5 separate regions of the Mus musculus genome follow, and regions 1, 2, 4 and 5 are each linked to region 3. A link is a contact called in public Hi-C and promoter capture Hi-C data. All regions are on one chromosome and are shown on one strand. The core of a region is the stretch at or near the end of the contact, and the rest is flanking DNA. Distances in the headings are between cores, read along the strand shown.

Region 1 (2,700 bases), core at 19-2,518, 3.3 Mb after region 3:
TGGCGCACGCCTTTAATCCCAGCACTCGGGAGGCAGAGGCAGGCTGATTTCTGAGTTCGAGGCCAGCCTGGTCTACAAAGTGAGTTCCAGGACAGGCAGGGCTATACAGAGAAACCCTGTCTCGAAAAACCAAAAATAAATAAATAAAATAAAATTTTCTCTCACATATTCACATAAATATCTTACTTACCAACCGTCTTCATCTCTGCACTTGGACAGTTTCGGTTCCTTATCCACAGAGACGTTACAGGAGACGCCTGGAAAGAGAGTCGCAACACTTTGTTAGTGTGGTTTGTTGTTACACACCTGCAGACAGGAACTTTTAACTCAACTTTAACTTGTATTTTAGAGGACTAGGGGAAAAAAAGAGCCCAAAGACTGGTGGGAAGTGGGGTACTCCCGTGGTTCAGCACTAAAGGGATGGGGGCCTTCTGGGAGAAGAGGTGGAACAAGGATTACTTCACATCCTTTTCTGAAAACCAGTGGGGTTAAGAGATAAACAAAATGACCCAGCGAAGAGCATTGGGACTCACCCAGTAAAGACATCGCCTACTCTGTGGCCATATACCATACACTTATTTAATCGTCCCCGTTATCCCATCATTATCCCTCGTTTTGGAGACGAGAAACTTGAGGCACAAGCAGTTGAACAGACTGCCCAAGGACACTAAGCTAAGTCCCCAAAGCAGCTGACAGAGTCCGTCAGATGTGAAAACACTCCCCTGAAGGAAGCACCTTCCTAAAACGTCAGGATGACGCTCAACCGCTGCCCTTGGGGGGCATGGAAGACCCAGGAAAAAACTTGTCACTCGTGAGCCACCCACAGGGACGCCTCTCCTGCGGTTTGCTGGGACAGCTCTCGTCCCCACCCCAGCCCCCGCAGCCCCAGGAAACCCCGACGCAGGAGGGCGGCCCGAACTGACTGCGCAACAGGATGCAGTTGGTGTCCTCCTGGCTGGCCACCCAGGTGAGCGAGTCGCCCAGTGGCCGGCGACAGCGGGCACAAAGGAACACCAGCGGGTTCTCCGCCGCGGCCGCCTTCTCCTCAGGCCGTTCCTTCTCTAGCCCTAACGCGTCTGCGCTCGACATGTTTGCCCACTTCTGCAGCCGCAGGTAGCGGCTCGAGTCTTCCGACAGACGCTTCTCCAGCAGGGGGGACTCGCTCGACATAGCCAGGCGGTTTTAACCACAAGCGGTCAAGGAACATCCCAGAGACCAGGAAGCAGCCATGACATACGAATTTGCCGCGCCCCGGAACCTCACGGGAATAATACCTCTGCGCATGCGCAAGGTGCAAGAGGCGGGGCACCGCCCGAAGGGGTGGGACCTGAAGAAGGGCCCGACTGCATCGAAGGCGCATGCTCGCCATCTGACCGGCGCGCGAGCCGCGCTCACTGCGCTTGCGTCCTGCGGTCTTCCTGAGCGAAAGCTGGTGAACTGGGGTGCTGGGGTGCTATCTGCGGGCATTTCAGCTCCTTCCGCCGCTGCTGAGAAAGTTGAAGGCTTCGAATTAAATGAGTAGCAGCTCACCTAGTTCCTCCACACTGTTAGCGGGCATGCCCGTGCTGGGTAAGCAGACCCATCTTCACGGAGCCGAAAGTGGACCCAGGAATTCCAAGCGGTGTACTGCAAGTCACATCTCTGATTCTAGCCCGTCTGCTCCCGGAGACCCGCTTTCCTACATCTAGAAAAAAACAGGGGTCTGTGGCGAGCCAAAGACGCCCCCTGCCTCAAGGACCCAGCGTTACTGAGACTAGCACTGCAAGGAAAAAATATGAGAAGCTGGAGGGGACAGCATCGCTGTGGCTACAGAGTGGGCGTGTGTCTGGGTCAGAGTATGGTTCACCCTACTCCAGGGCGGGAAGGACGGTCAGTCTAAAGAAAGTCAGCTTTTGATTTCAAAGACCACAGGCTAGAGGGAAGGCGCGCCACCACGAACAGCCTGGATGCATCAGTAAGAAACAACACGCAAAGACCACCATATCCCCCTCCCCCCCCCCCCCCCCCCCAGTCACACTACCCAGTTCGCTTCACTAAACTACATCACACTTACCACCTATTTTCGTATCTCTGGCCACTAGCAAAAAGTTTCAAATCCTAAGTCGTTGACCTGACCGAGGTGGTACCAGGCTGGAAACTAGAAAGGCTATTTTGCCTTCTCTGAATATGATTTTGACTTTCTGTTTTTTGAATCTTTTTTTTTTTTTTTTTGTCCAGGCTGCCCAGGAATTCATTATGTAGCTCACCCACAGTGATCCTCCTGCTTCAGCCTCCCACATGCTAGGATAACAGCCCAGCCCAGAGGCAAAGAAATGACTCCTTTTGGAACCTATTTCAACAAGTCCCTGAGGCGTATCGACCTTTAACCGCCAGGAATCCTGTGGTCCTGCTTGAGGTGTGCCAAGACGGAACGGAGCAAAGAATACCATAAACCAACAGACTTTGCAAATACACTGGAAGGTACACCAATAGGCAGATTACAGCAAAGCAGTGGGACCCTGCTGTAGACCCTGATGCTACCTGGCCATACTCTTAGCATTTTGGTTATAAGCTGGGGAATCTGTTTGTACACATTAAAGTATTTAACTAATAGTCAGAAGGATATGGCCACATACAAGGGAGGGGAGTAAATGACCACGGAGGGGACTCAAGGTAACCCCAAATTACTGGGCTTTGAACTTCCAACCTCTCCACATCACT
Region 2 (2,700 bases), core at 125-2,624, 3.6 Mb after region 3:
AAAAATAGTATCAATTCCAGAAACTAAATGAAAATTTTAGTGAGTAACCCAAGGAACTTCAAAATTGTTAAATTTTGGCATATTTCACCCATCTCAGGATAAAAAAGTATTTAGAATGCTTCCTTAAAACATTAAGTCAAGAAACCTAAAACAATACACCCCAAAGTTATTCTGCCAAGTCTGAATAACTCTGGTCACAATAACAGTTATTTCAAAATTATGCCTAGAGTAAATCATTTTGCAAAACTAAGTTTCGAGTGACTTAGCCCTCATCTTTAATTTGAAAATCCAAGTCAAGAACAAGACATTTCAAACAATGCAAAACCTGGTCTGTATCTCCTTCAAACAAAATTCCAGAGAGGTCAAAGATAATTCACCCATCTTTCTAGAATCACGAAAGCATGACGCAAGACCTTCGAAAATCATCCAATTTTTCCTAACATGATGTTGAGGTACAAGTAAAATCGAAATCCCCTGCAGCCTGGTCCCTCTTCTGCTTCAAGAGCCAATGCCACAGCGGACATCTGCTCCTCCCATTTACTTCTACAGAGAAACCGAGACTGGACAACAGCAAGGGAGCGATTGGATCAAGGTCACCGGGAGCCAGGGCTGCAGCCCCAGAATTGTTCCCAGCCCTGGTTTCGGTCCTCCTCTTTAACAATCCGGCCTTCTTAATCAAGGAGGCCTAAACCGAGACGCCAACAAGCCGCAGGTACAGAGGCCTGCAGACGACTAAGAGCAGGCAGTTAACCAAGAGACTCAGGCTGCCTGCAACTCGCAAGGTAGGAAACGGGTCCACGGAGCATCGAGCCTTCTCCTCCACTCAGGATGGCTGATCAGGGCTCTGACAGCCGGAGGAGGGACTGCACAGGCCGTAGACTTGGCTGGTGGCAGCGCGGGAACACAACCCCAGGCAGATCCGGAGGCCGGAGGTGGGGAAAGGGGCGCGGCGCCCGGGCGAGCACGGGCTTGGGGTCCGCGTGGGCCGGGCCGGGGCTTACCTTCCTCCTCGTCTTGGAAGCTGAGCAGGCTGGCCCTGGGCACCTCTTTGTTCTCGCGAGGCCTCTTGCGCGGCTTCAGCCCATTGCCGGGCTCCGCGCCGCCGGAGATGCCGCCCCCGGCCTCAGCGCCGAGGCCCGGGTGGTGCGCGGAGGGCGGCGGCGGCAGCGGCCCCGGGCCCAGGAGCGACTCCCCCGCGGGGGCCCGGTCGCCGCCGCCAGGGCCGGGCTCTTCTCCCGAGGCCGGCGGGGGCAGCAACGGTGGCGGCTCCTGCTCCTCATCGCGCTCCCGCTCCTCCTCCTCCGAGTCGTTCCGCTTGCGCACGTTCACCCGCCGGGCCTTTCGGAACATCCCAGCCGCCGTCACCGCGCTCTCACAGCCGCTCGCTGACTGAGAGGACGAGGGAGCGCGGAGACCACCGCCACGCACGCGCAGTCGCAAGAGTTCCCCCCCACCAGCCGGGTCGTCGCGGCTCTGGCTAGCTATCGCGCCGCCTCGATTGCGCATGCGCCTGGGCTCTCCTCGCGCCCCACTACTTGGGCGGAGTCTCTTTGCACTGCCCTCTAGCGGCGCGGGGGACTGTTGGCATGGTACCCTCCGACTCCAGTGTTGTTCCAAAGGTCACAAAGAGGATCATCGAGATGAGAGGAGCGAGTGTAGTCTGTCGTCTCGGAGCGTGTTGCTGCAATGCGTCTTCCGCGCTTATACGGAGCCGTTACGTGTGGCAGCCTCCCTCCCACTCAGTGCCTGCAGGGTAAACAGAGGCGGGAGGCCGGGGAGAAGCGGAGGGACGAGTCAGTTGACTTGAGCTTGGGAAGGGAAAGTGCATCTCCATGGTTAATATGCCTCTTAATAACGCGAGGCGATGCTAGCAGATATCGTCTACAGATCAGAAACTCCATTAATACTTGCCATCTCTACAGCTTTATCAACGCAAACACTCTCAAAGGCGTGGGAGCACACACGTTAAATCCCAGCAGCACTGGGGAGGTGGAGGCAAGGCGATCTCTGAGTTCGGTGCCGGCCTGATGTACATAAGGAACTCCAGAATGGCCAAGGCTATGTAGGGAAACCCTCACTGTCTGGGGAAGACAGAACCAGAGATGATACATCTCCCTGCTGCCGCAGCCATTCCCAGGAGAGCGAGGTGTTTTCGGGTGGCTTGGTAAGAAAGCCAAGTTAGGTAGCAACTATTTTAACTATTTTACGAAGCATAGTGAATTTCTGAAACAAGCGGAAGGAAGATTTGTCTTATTTTCAGACTATATCACAGAGGGCAAATCTGAACCTTGGCGGCCTTAAAGAGATTGCATGAGCCGGGCGGTGGTGGCGCGCACCTTTAATCCCAGCACTCGGGAGGCAGAGGCAGGCGGATTTCGGGAGTTCGAGGCCAGCCTGGTCTACAAAGTGAGTTCCAGGATAGCCAGAGCTATACAGAGAAACCCTGTCTCGAGAAACAAACAAACAAACAAACAAAAAGATTGCATGAGGTTGAGCTAACACACAGGTTACCCAGTTCATAACCAAAGTTGAATCTTTTCTTTCTCTCGAGCATATCAGGATGCGTGGGTAGAAGTGTTTGTGAAATTATTTACATGTTTCAAAACCCGCCAAAAGAACGGGATTGGAGAGGTGAATATTGCAGTTTCGAACCAGAGGACCCTGGCTGCAGTCCCAGTACCCACACCCTCAGGGCTCCTC
Region 3 (2,700 bases), core at 105-2,604:
GGACAGGTGAGCTACAAAGAGAAACTGCCTTGATAAACCAAAATCAAAATAAAATAAAAACAGAATTAAATCTATAAAAGTTAGTAGAAATACAAATTGTAAGTCTACATGTTATATTTGTGTACTCCACCATGGTTAAAGTTTCACATGTTATATGAAGAATGACACTGTTTTTAGAATACATAAGGTAGAGAACTTGGGTGTTAAATACTGAGATCAACTCTCCTAAGGGTCAGCAAAATTTATAAATTAAGAGATGAGGGACTGGAAGGATGGCTCAGTGGTTAAGAGCACTGACTGTTCTTCCAAAGGTCCAGAGTTCAAATCTCAGCAACCACATGATGGCTCACAACCATCTGTAACAAAATTTAACTCCCTCTTCCGGGGTGTCTGAAGACAGCTACAGTGTACTCACATATAATAAATAAATAAATCTAAAAAAAAAATGGTGGAACAGGTCTATAAAAGCGAACTGTGTGTGTGTGTGTGTGTGTGTGTGTGTGTGTGTATGTGTGTGTGATCCATCAGGATAAAGGCTGCAGAGAAACACCTGCCTTTAAGATACTTTCAAAGCGCCAGGTGGTGGTGGCACACGCTTTTAATCCCAGCACTTGGGAGGCAGAGGCAGGAGAATTTCTGAGTTCCAGGCCAGCCTGGTCTACAGAATGAGTTCCAGGACAGCCAGGGCTATACAGGATGCATTAAGGTATCTAGAGCCACCTAACATATGGCCATCCGAAGCCTGCCAGGCCAGCCAAGTTCGTGGCAAGTTCAGGGTGGCCAGAGTGAAGCAGGAAAAGCGAGGTAAGCTTGAGACCAGAGACCCAACGGGTGACACCGACCTGACACCGGGCATACCACCGACGGGCTCGGGCCTTGGCAAGGAGGGACTGAGCGAGTGAAGCCCACGCTTGCTTCTTCCCTCCCACAGCTCCTACACAAGCTCGGCCACCCACGAGGGCCGCCCGGGTGCTCACTGTCACCGTTTCCCGATGACACCTCCCTCCCTGGGCGCGCTCCGTTTCCCAGATCCGGCGTGAAACGTCGTTTGGGTCCCAACTCCTCGACTTGTCCACCCGCGGGGACGCACACACCGGGAGGTCACACTCTTCCCTCACGGCCCTCTGGACACCCGGGCCGCAGGCCGCGGGGCTACCATCACCACAGGACTCACCCTGAGGTTCCCCTTAGTCCGCTGCTTGTTCTTCCCGCCCATGGTGGCGGTGGCAGCCCGGCTCTCAGTCTGCAGAGCCGAAGTTGACACGGGCGGGCCACAACTTCCGGTCCCTCGCGCCGGAAGGGGATTCACTGTAGCCACTTCCCCCTCGCCCTCCCAGCCTTTCGGCTTCCTACTTCCGCTCCCGCCTCCCTGTCAGGACTCTGACCATCCGCTGCCTGAAACGTAACAAAGAAGGCCACGCCTGCCTGAGTGGCGTCACTGCTGACCAATAAGAAACCAGCGTTGAGCCCGTGGCGCCAAACCTGTCCGAGATATTTGTAGTGGAGAGATTTCCTTCCTAGTGTGTAGGAATTTGCTCTTCCAGAGGTCCTGAGTTCGATTCCCAGCAACCACATGGTAGCTCACAACCATCTGCAATGGGATCTGACGCCCTTTTCTGGTGTGTCTGAAGAAAGCTACAGTGTACTCATATAAATAAAATAAATCTTTAAAAATAAAATGAAATAATAAAAGCAGAGGAGTTGGGGCGACTAACTTGGTAGAGTGCTTTCCTGGCATTCCTGAAGGCTGAGTTTGATTCCCTACATTGAGCAAACCAGGTCTGCTGGCACACCCTCCCAATACCAGCACTGAAGACACAGAGAAGAGGAGAATCACAAATTTAAGGTCAGCTTTGCACACTTAAAGTTCAAGGGCAGCCTGGGATATATGAAAATCTATCTCGAAATAGGAAATAAAAAGAAAAAAGAATCATCAGGTCACATAGGCATGAGACACTGTCTTAAAGAAACAACAAGAAACCATTTGAGCTCTACTCATGCCCCAGTCTTCAGCGATGCAAGGCCAGATAGGGGCCAAATCTAAACACATGCAATTTGAAATGAACCACAAACACCAATGAGGAAGGCTTTATACTGTTTGTACTTTAAAAGACAGGGTAGTTTCAAACTTCTGACTACTGATAACAAGCACAGATTGTTTAAAATTTCATTTTATTTCAAAGGTCTGGAGACAGGCTGGGATTAACATTGGGTCCGCATGTGGCAAGGTGTCTTGTACAATGACATCTCTGAGATAGCTTGGCCCTTTCTCTTGCCATCACTTCAGGGGCCATGGCAGAAAGAGAAGAGAGGCAAATTCATCCCCAGAAATCCTGCACTGTAACCTACAGCCCAATGCAGCTGCAAGAGAGGCCAGGAGGGTGAACAGGCAGCTTTTCCAGGTTCCTAGTGAAGGCAGAAGAGTGTGGGAAATCCCTAGCAAGTCGAACCATCAAAATTACCTTCACATATAATTTGTCTTTCAAGTTTCATGAGACAGAGCCTCGTGTAGCCCAGCTGGCCTTCAACTTCCCATCCTCCTGCCTCTACTTCCCAAGTGCTGGGATTATAAGCATGTGCCTTCAGATCCAGCTCACGTCAAGAAATTTCCACCAAGCTGTAGAGATGGCTCAGAGGTTAAAAGGGTGCACTGCTCTTGCAGAGGACCCAAGTTTGGCTCCCAGCACCCACACCGGGTAC
Region 4 (2,700 bases), core at 178-2,677, 3.6 Mb after region 3:
CAATAAAAACCCTAAGCTATCTCAGTTTACAGAAAATAAGGCTTCATTCAAATTAAGCCAAAGCACAAACCCGTACGCTAAAGCTCAGAAGATCAAATTCAGGGAGAAGGTTCTCAAGAACCTTTTTTTTATAAACTGTTGAACTCGCGAGTTACAACCAAAACAGAGATCAGAATCGGGCAGGTGAAAACACGTGACTTACAGAGCACAGCCACAGCCCCAGACTCGAACATGAGACATTCTTCCTTATGCCTAGTTTCCACTATGAGGCTGAACGGTGGGGGATCCAATTTGTGGTAGATTCGAAATCCTTTGCTGAACGCCATTCTCCTTTCTTCAGAGGCAGCCCTGTGGAAACCAAGTCAATGCACCTGAGGTTTCCTTCTGCTGCAAGGACTGCTAGGCGTCCTCCTGAGGTCCCTCACTGACAAGTTTGATGGGGGTTGGGGGTAGAGAAAAAGAGAGCTCAGGGGTGAACGGTTTATTCCAAAAGATAAGGCGTCACCTTTTTTTTTTTTTTTCTTAACCAAAAGGCAAAAGGAAACGCGTCCAGTTCTCAAGATACGGCAGGACAAGGCAGGGGTTTTTAGCACCGTCGGTCCTGATTTGGATAAGGTGGATTTCCCATTTAATTTATGTTTCCCCAAAGGGAAAATCTGTAGCGTATTTTCAGTTGGGGTTGTTTATCGGCTTCCTGCTTCACGATCTGTCACTACGGGAAGGGAACTGATGGGGAAACTTCAAGCCGATCCCTAGGCGGAATGGGCAAGGGGATGGGAGGGAAGGTTAATCAGGCTGATTCAAAGCTCCTGAGGGGGCCGGAGAGGGACGGGATTATCACACCGCGGACTCTCCAGGGCGGCGGCGAAGGGCAGGGAAAGCCACACAGGTGACTGCCGCCTCCTGCCCAGTCACGAAGCTCACCGTGACGAATGGATCCCACCGCCACTCAACGAGATCCCGGGGAGCCGGGGGGAACTGAGGCACCGGGCGCTTCAGCGCCTCCATTACGCACCGCCAGAGATACCCGGGAGCCTGTGCCGACGGGGTCCTTTCCCGCCCGCTGGGTGACAGCCGCTGTCACGGCAAGCCACCCGCAGCCCCGGGGTCTCCACACAACCCGCCGCCCTCGGCCCTCGGCCGCCTCTCACCGCTTGCGACCCGGCTGCGACGGCCGCCACCGCTCAGGAAGCGTCCACCCGGCCGGCCGGCTGCCCCTGGGTAGAGCCCGGGCCGCTCCCCGCCCCCCGCCCTCCCGCCCGCTGCCTCACCTCTTCCTCCGGCTCCTCCTCCTCCTTCTCCCGCAGCCTCCGCCGCTACAGCCGCCCGAAGCGTCACTTCCGCTCCAGCAGGTCCAGCTCTTCCGCATTGCGCCGCTGCCCAGGCGGAAGGCCCGCCCCTTAGGGTGAAAGGGCGGAGCCGTTTCCGCCCACGCGGGACCGTGCTGCCGAGCAGGGCGCTTACTGGTCACCGGGTTCCTGCGGCCGCCGCGTCCTGGGTCCGTGAAGCGAGCCTCCGTCGCCCCGGGAGTGGGAAGGTGGCACGGCCAGGGGAGCCGGCAGAGGGAGGGTCCGTCCTCCTCGCGTGGAGCCCTGTAGCTCTGCCCTCCCCGCGGGCGACAGGGAGGGACTTCAGGAAAGAGCTGGGGGAGCCCGTGTTGATTCGTGCTCGAGTCGGGCATCAGGACCACCCCCTGCCGCCTCCGCAGACCTGATGGGCGATGGGCGAGTGCGAGGCGGGGGACGGTGTGCACCCCGCGCCGGCTGGGTGGCGCTCGAAGAGCTGTCCATGGTGTCTGTCGTCAGGGAGGCAGCAGGAGGCTGTTCCCTGGCTGTTTCAGTGTGTTCTCCGAGCTCCAGGGGCGATGGAAGAGTGCTCAACCGAATGCAGTGGAGAGTGGGGGAAGCCAGCAACCAGAAACTCCAGGCAGTCAAACAAAACATGGCTGTCACTGTCGATTTGCCAGCCGTGGAATTTTATAACTAAGGGCATCACACTGTTTCAAACTATCTTTTTAAACGAGACATTATGTCTAAAACTTGTGTCCAGCAGAATTATTCTGCCTATACTTCAGAGACAAAAATGGGAGGACATTGTAGTCCCTGGGGCTTTAGAGAGGAATTGAGAATCCAAGGAGCACGGCAATCATGTTCCATTTGCCTTTGCTTTCCCCTAGCCTCTTCCCCTTTTTACTTTCTTCCCAAAAGCACAATTTAAATATGACGTATTGCATAAAAACATTTCCTCTAACATGCTGTCATGTGACTCAACGCTTCTCTATTTTAGAGAAGACAAATCCACCCTAGTTTTAAAATATTAAAAGCAAACTAAACACAAGAGAAGCCACCTCCAGCCAAGGAGATACACACTTGGATTCAGTTCTTAGATCTTTTCACTTAGTCTCCTAAGAACAACTTTTACTTTTTTGTTGTGGTTACAGTAACCACAAGCTTATAATAACAATTGCTTGCTGTGAATTGTGGTTAGCCATTTTTCCCTCCCAAGAAGTGTCCATTTCAGGTGGGGACAGTCCTTTAAATAAAACAGGGATGTTTGAGAGTGGGATTTTTCTTAAGTGTGATGACTGTATATGACATGCACCGACAAAAACGGGTTCAGGAGAGCTGGCCACTGAATTGTAGTACTTTGGAGGTAGCTTTTGTTTTTTGAGACAAAGTAGCACAGAGCCCAGGCTAGTGT
Region 5 (2,700 bases), core at 185-2,684, 4.2 Mb after region 3:
AAAGAATTAACTGAAACAATTCTTTAAGAAAAAAAGGTGTGTGTGTGTGGGGGGGGGGGGGCTGGAAAGATGGCTCAGTGGTTAAGAGCACTGATGAGGTCCTGAGTTCAATCCCCAGCAACCACATGGTGGCTCACAACCATGTGTAATGGGATCCAATGCCCTCTTCTGGTGTGTCTTCAGACAGTTACAGTGTACTCACATACATAAAATAAACAATTCTTTAAAAAAAAATATTGTATACTACAAAGTACCCAGAAATAGGAAGTACTAATTTGCTATGTGTTGTTACTTCATATACCTAATTGATACCTATTGCTTAGAATAGAAGCCTTGTGTTCAAATTCTAGCACCAATAAAAGGAGGGGGGGGAGCAAAGATATTATCAAGATATTTACTTATGTAGAAGATGGTTACGGAAAGAAGAAAACTGAAATATGTAAATTCTAAATTGATCCTTTACTTTGGGATTACATATTTAAGGAAAACCCAAGCAGACTGGTAAGGTTAAGAACACTTAGTTCTCTTGCAGAGGGCTGGGGTTTAGTCTCCCAGCACCCACAAGGTGGCTCACAAACATCCTAATCTGGGTCTGGAGACTGAATGCTTTCTTCCGGCTTCTTTGGGGCGTTCATTGTATGCACGTGGGCACAAACATACATGTAAGGGACAACGCTCCTACACATAAGATAGACTTTAGTTCAATTCTGTGTCATTTTCTTAGAGAAATAGCTGAAGCCATTAAACTTTTTAAAAAATCTAACTTGAATAAGAAAGCAGTGCAAGAAGACAATTTTCATTTTACTAGTCAGGATCTGTGAAATAGCAGGACTGGTCTCTTCACCAGCAGCGGCTGGGTGCCTGGGCTCCGGTGTCAAGGCCTTACTAGCCGGGAGACTCGGAGAGTCTTTTGTAACTTCTTGGGTGTCAGTTAACTAACAGGCAATTTATAGCGAGAACAAGAGAATAGGGTAAGGAGAGAATAAAAGAATCGGTTAAAACCACTTCCAAATATTTGTTTTGAAAAAGTAGAAACCAAATACGAAAGTGGTCCAGGTAAATGGTTAGTTACTGTGATAAAACTAGAGCGGATAAAAAAACCATCGGTGTACAGGGTCTGTCTTTACAAGGCAGAGATGCACAGAAACCTGGACCCGGCCTCAGAATTAGAAAGCTGGGAAAGAACTACCTGGCCGACCTCCATCAAGGCCGTGCAAAGCACGTGGGCTTTTCGCCAGTCACGCCAGTTTCGTTTCAAGAGTAGCACCGGTCGCTGAGGTTAAACCCATGGGTCAAAGCGTTTAGGCAGTCCACGCATCATCTTAAGAACTAAGGCATTCACGCACCTGCAAGCCCCGCCACGCAGCTCCGGCTCGCACCCGCCACTCGCACCCGCCGGAAGTTGGCCCGGGGAATCCAGCGCGCCCCGGCCTCTGCCCCGCCTCCGATGGACTCGGCTGCTCATTGGCCGCAGCCCGCCTAGGTCCCCGCCCGCGAGGCGACCCGTGGGGGTTCCTCCCGCCTTAGGGTGCGGTCGGAGCCCGCTGCCTAGCCGGGCTCAGAATCCCTGGCACCACGATTAGAGCTGATGATGCTCGTCAGGGGCTGTCACTTAAGGTCCCTGCGTTTACCCCAGAGCCTCCTACACTGGGGGCAGAGCCGAGGCTGCCTGACTGTGGCTGCTCACCAAGCGCCAGGGCGGAGCGGCCAGGGCTGGACTCCGGAGCAGCTCAAGCGCACTGCGTTTAGAACGCAGGTCGCTCAGACGCTCCAGCCTTTGCTAAAAACTACGCGAGGCCGGTTATAGCAAGCATCGAGGCAGAATGGGAATGGCTCCTTTCCAACTCATAGTGGGGACGCGGGACGGGGATTTCTTTCTCATGCACGTCTCCCTGACCAAAGTAAACTTGGCGCTTGCAACAAACGCGTTCGAGCTCCGTGCCGGACAAGCCGAGGCTTTTCTCGTCCCCCAGCTTTTTTTTTTTTCCATGGCCTCTAATCTCAGGCATTTACTCCCTATAGAAAGCCTCTTAGGAGTCCCCGCAGGCTGAGGGGATCAACAGCCGAAGCTGTCGCGGTCGCCTCGGGAGCGACTTCTCCTGTAATGGCGCCTGCGTCAACCACTAACATGGCGGCCGAGTTCGTGCGCGGCGCAAACGTCAGCAGCTCTACCCCGGCGGCTCAGAAACAGCGGAGGAGAGCGGGCCGGTGTTCGCTGATTGGCTCGTGGGTGGAGCGAGCCCGTGCGGACGCTCCCTCACGAGCCAATCAGGAAAGGGATAAAAGGAATTGGCCGCTGCGCCTCCTCCCGAGGCATGCTGGGAGCCTGGAGGACTAGCGAGGAGTAGTTGAGAGAACGGAGCGGACGCCATGGCGGCCGACATCGAGCAGGTTTTCAGGTCTTTCGTGGTCAGTAAATTCCGGGAAATACAACAGGAGCTTTCCAGGTAAACGCTTCCCAGACTTTTCTGCTCCTCGCGGGCTGTTAGGGCTTCATCTAGCCTCCCGTGGCATCTTTCACGGAACGCCGTCGTTTCTCGGCTCAGGCCCCGCTACGGCCCCGCCTGGGCCTGGGATCCATTTTCCGCCCCCCCCCCCACCCCCCCAGTTCCCCGTTCGTTCCTTTCGCGAAAGATCGTCTCTTCCGCGGTGTCGCACACGCCGTTTCTTTCTTCCAGTTAAGACGGTCACCTTTCCCTC

What was found. Promoter capture Hi-C pulls out the DNA fragments that hold promoters and counts their contacts. Hi-C and Micro-C count contacts between places; a contact is called where the count stands out from the background.
Region 1: a contact with region 3 is called in a promoter capture Hi-C map of pre-B cells, with 3 times the contacts expected there. The contact joins the promoter of Mis18a here to the promoter of Ltn1 in region 3. A contact is called at or near these places in 2 of 39 promoter capture datasets (neutrophils and pre-B cells) and 1 of 484 Hi-C or Micro-C datasets (CD4 T cells).
Region 2: a Hi-C map of B cells shows a contact between it and region 3, with 5 read pairs. The contact joins the promoter of Paxbp1 here to the promoter of Ltn1 in region 3. A contact is called at or near these places in 1 of 39 promoter capture datasets (pre-B cells) and 1 of 484 Hi-C or Micro-C datasets (B cells).
Region 4: a promoter capture Hi-C map of pre-B cells shows a contact between it and region 3. The contact joins the promoter of 4930404I05Rik here to the promoter of Ltn1 in region 3. A contact is called at or near these places in 3 of 39 promoter capture datasets (cranial neural crest, neutrophils and pre-B cells) and 1 of 484 Hi-C or Micro-C datasets (pre-B cells).
Region 5: a contact with region 3 is called in a promoter capture Hi-C map of pre-B cells. The contact joins the promoter of Gart here to the promoter of Ltn1 in region 3. A contact is called at or near these places in 1 of 39 promoter capture datasets (pre-B cells) and 1 of 9 other capture datasets (pancreatic islet).

What each region holds. Positions count from the first base shown.
Region 1 is chr16:90,726,103-90,728,802 of GRCm38.p6, forward strand. It overlaps Mis18a (MIS18 kinetochore protein A), which reads right to left and starts at 1,269. Exons shown (of 5, transcript NM_025642.1): 1 at 924-1,269; 2 at 191-257. The coding sequence starts at 1,170. It overlaps Gm17518 (a long non-coding RNA gene), which reads left to right and starts at 1,318. Exons shown (of 2, transcript XR_876238.3): 1 at 1,318-1,569; 2 at 2,218-2,700.
Region 2 is chr16:91,043,005-91,045,704 of GRCm38.p6, forward strand. Paxbp1 (PAX3 and PAX7 binding protein 1) reads right to left here and starts at 1,375. Exons shown (of 18, transcript NM_026110.2): 1 at 1,002-1,375. The coding sequence starts at 1,350.
Region 3 is chr16:87,431,252-87,433,951 of GRCm38.p6, forward strand. Ltn1 (listerin E3 ubiquitin protein ligase 1) reads right to left here and starts at 1,355. Exons shown (of 30, transcript NM_001081068.1): 1 at 1,175-1,355. The coding sequence starts at 1,216. Rwdd2b (RWD domain containing 2B) reads right to left here. Exons shown (of 5, transcript NM_016924.2): 5 at 2,080-2,700.
Region 4 is chr16:91,009,822-91,012,521 of GRCm38.p6, forward strand. It overlaps 4930404I05Rik (RIKEN cDNA 4930404I05 gene), which reads left to right and starts at 1,428. Exons shown (of 3, transcript NR_028368.1): 1 at 1,428-1,498. It overlaps Synj1 (synaptojanin 1), which reads right to left and starts at 1,487. Exons shown (of 32, transcript NM_001164483.1): 1 at 1,272-1,487; 2 at 203-348. The coding sequence starts at 1,369.
Region 5 is chr16:91,645,538-91,648,237 of GRCm38.p6, forward strand. It overlaps Gart (phosphoribosylglycinamide formyltransferase), which reads right to left and starts at 1,435. Exons shown (of 22, transcript NM_010256.2): 1 at 1,347-1,435. Son (Son DNA binding protein) reads left to right here and starts at 2,287. Exons shown (of 12, transcript NM_178880.4): 1 at 2,287-2,447. The coding sequence starts at 2,371.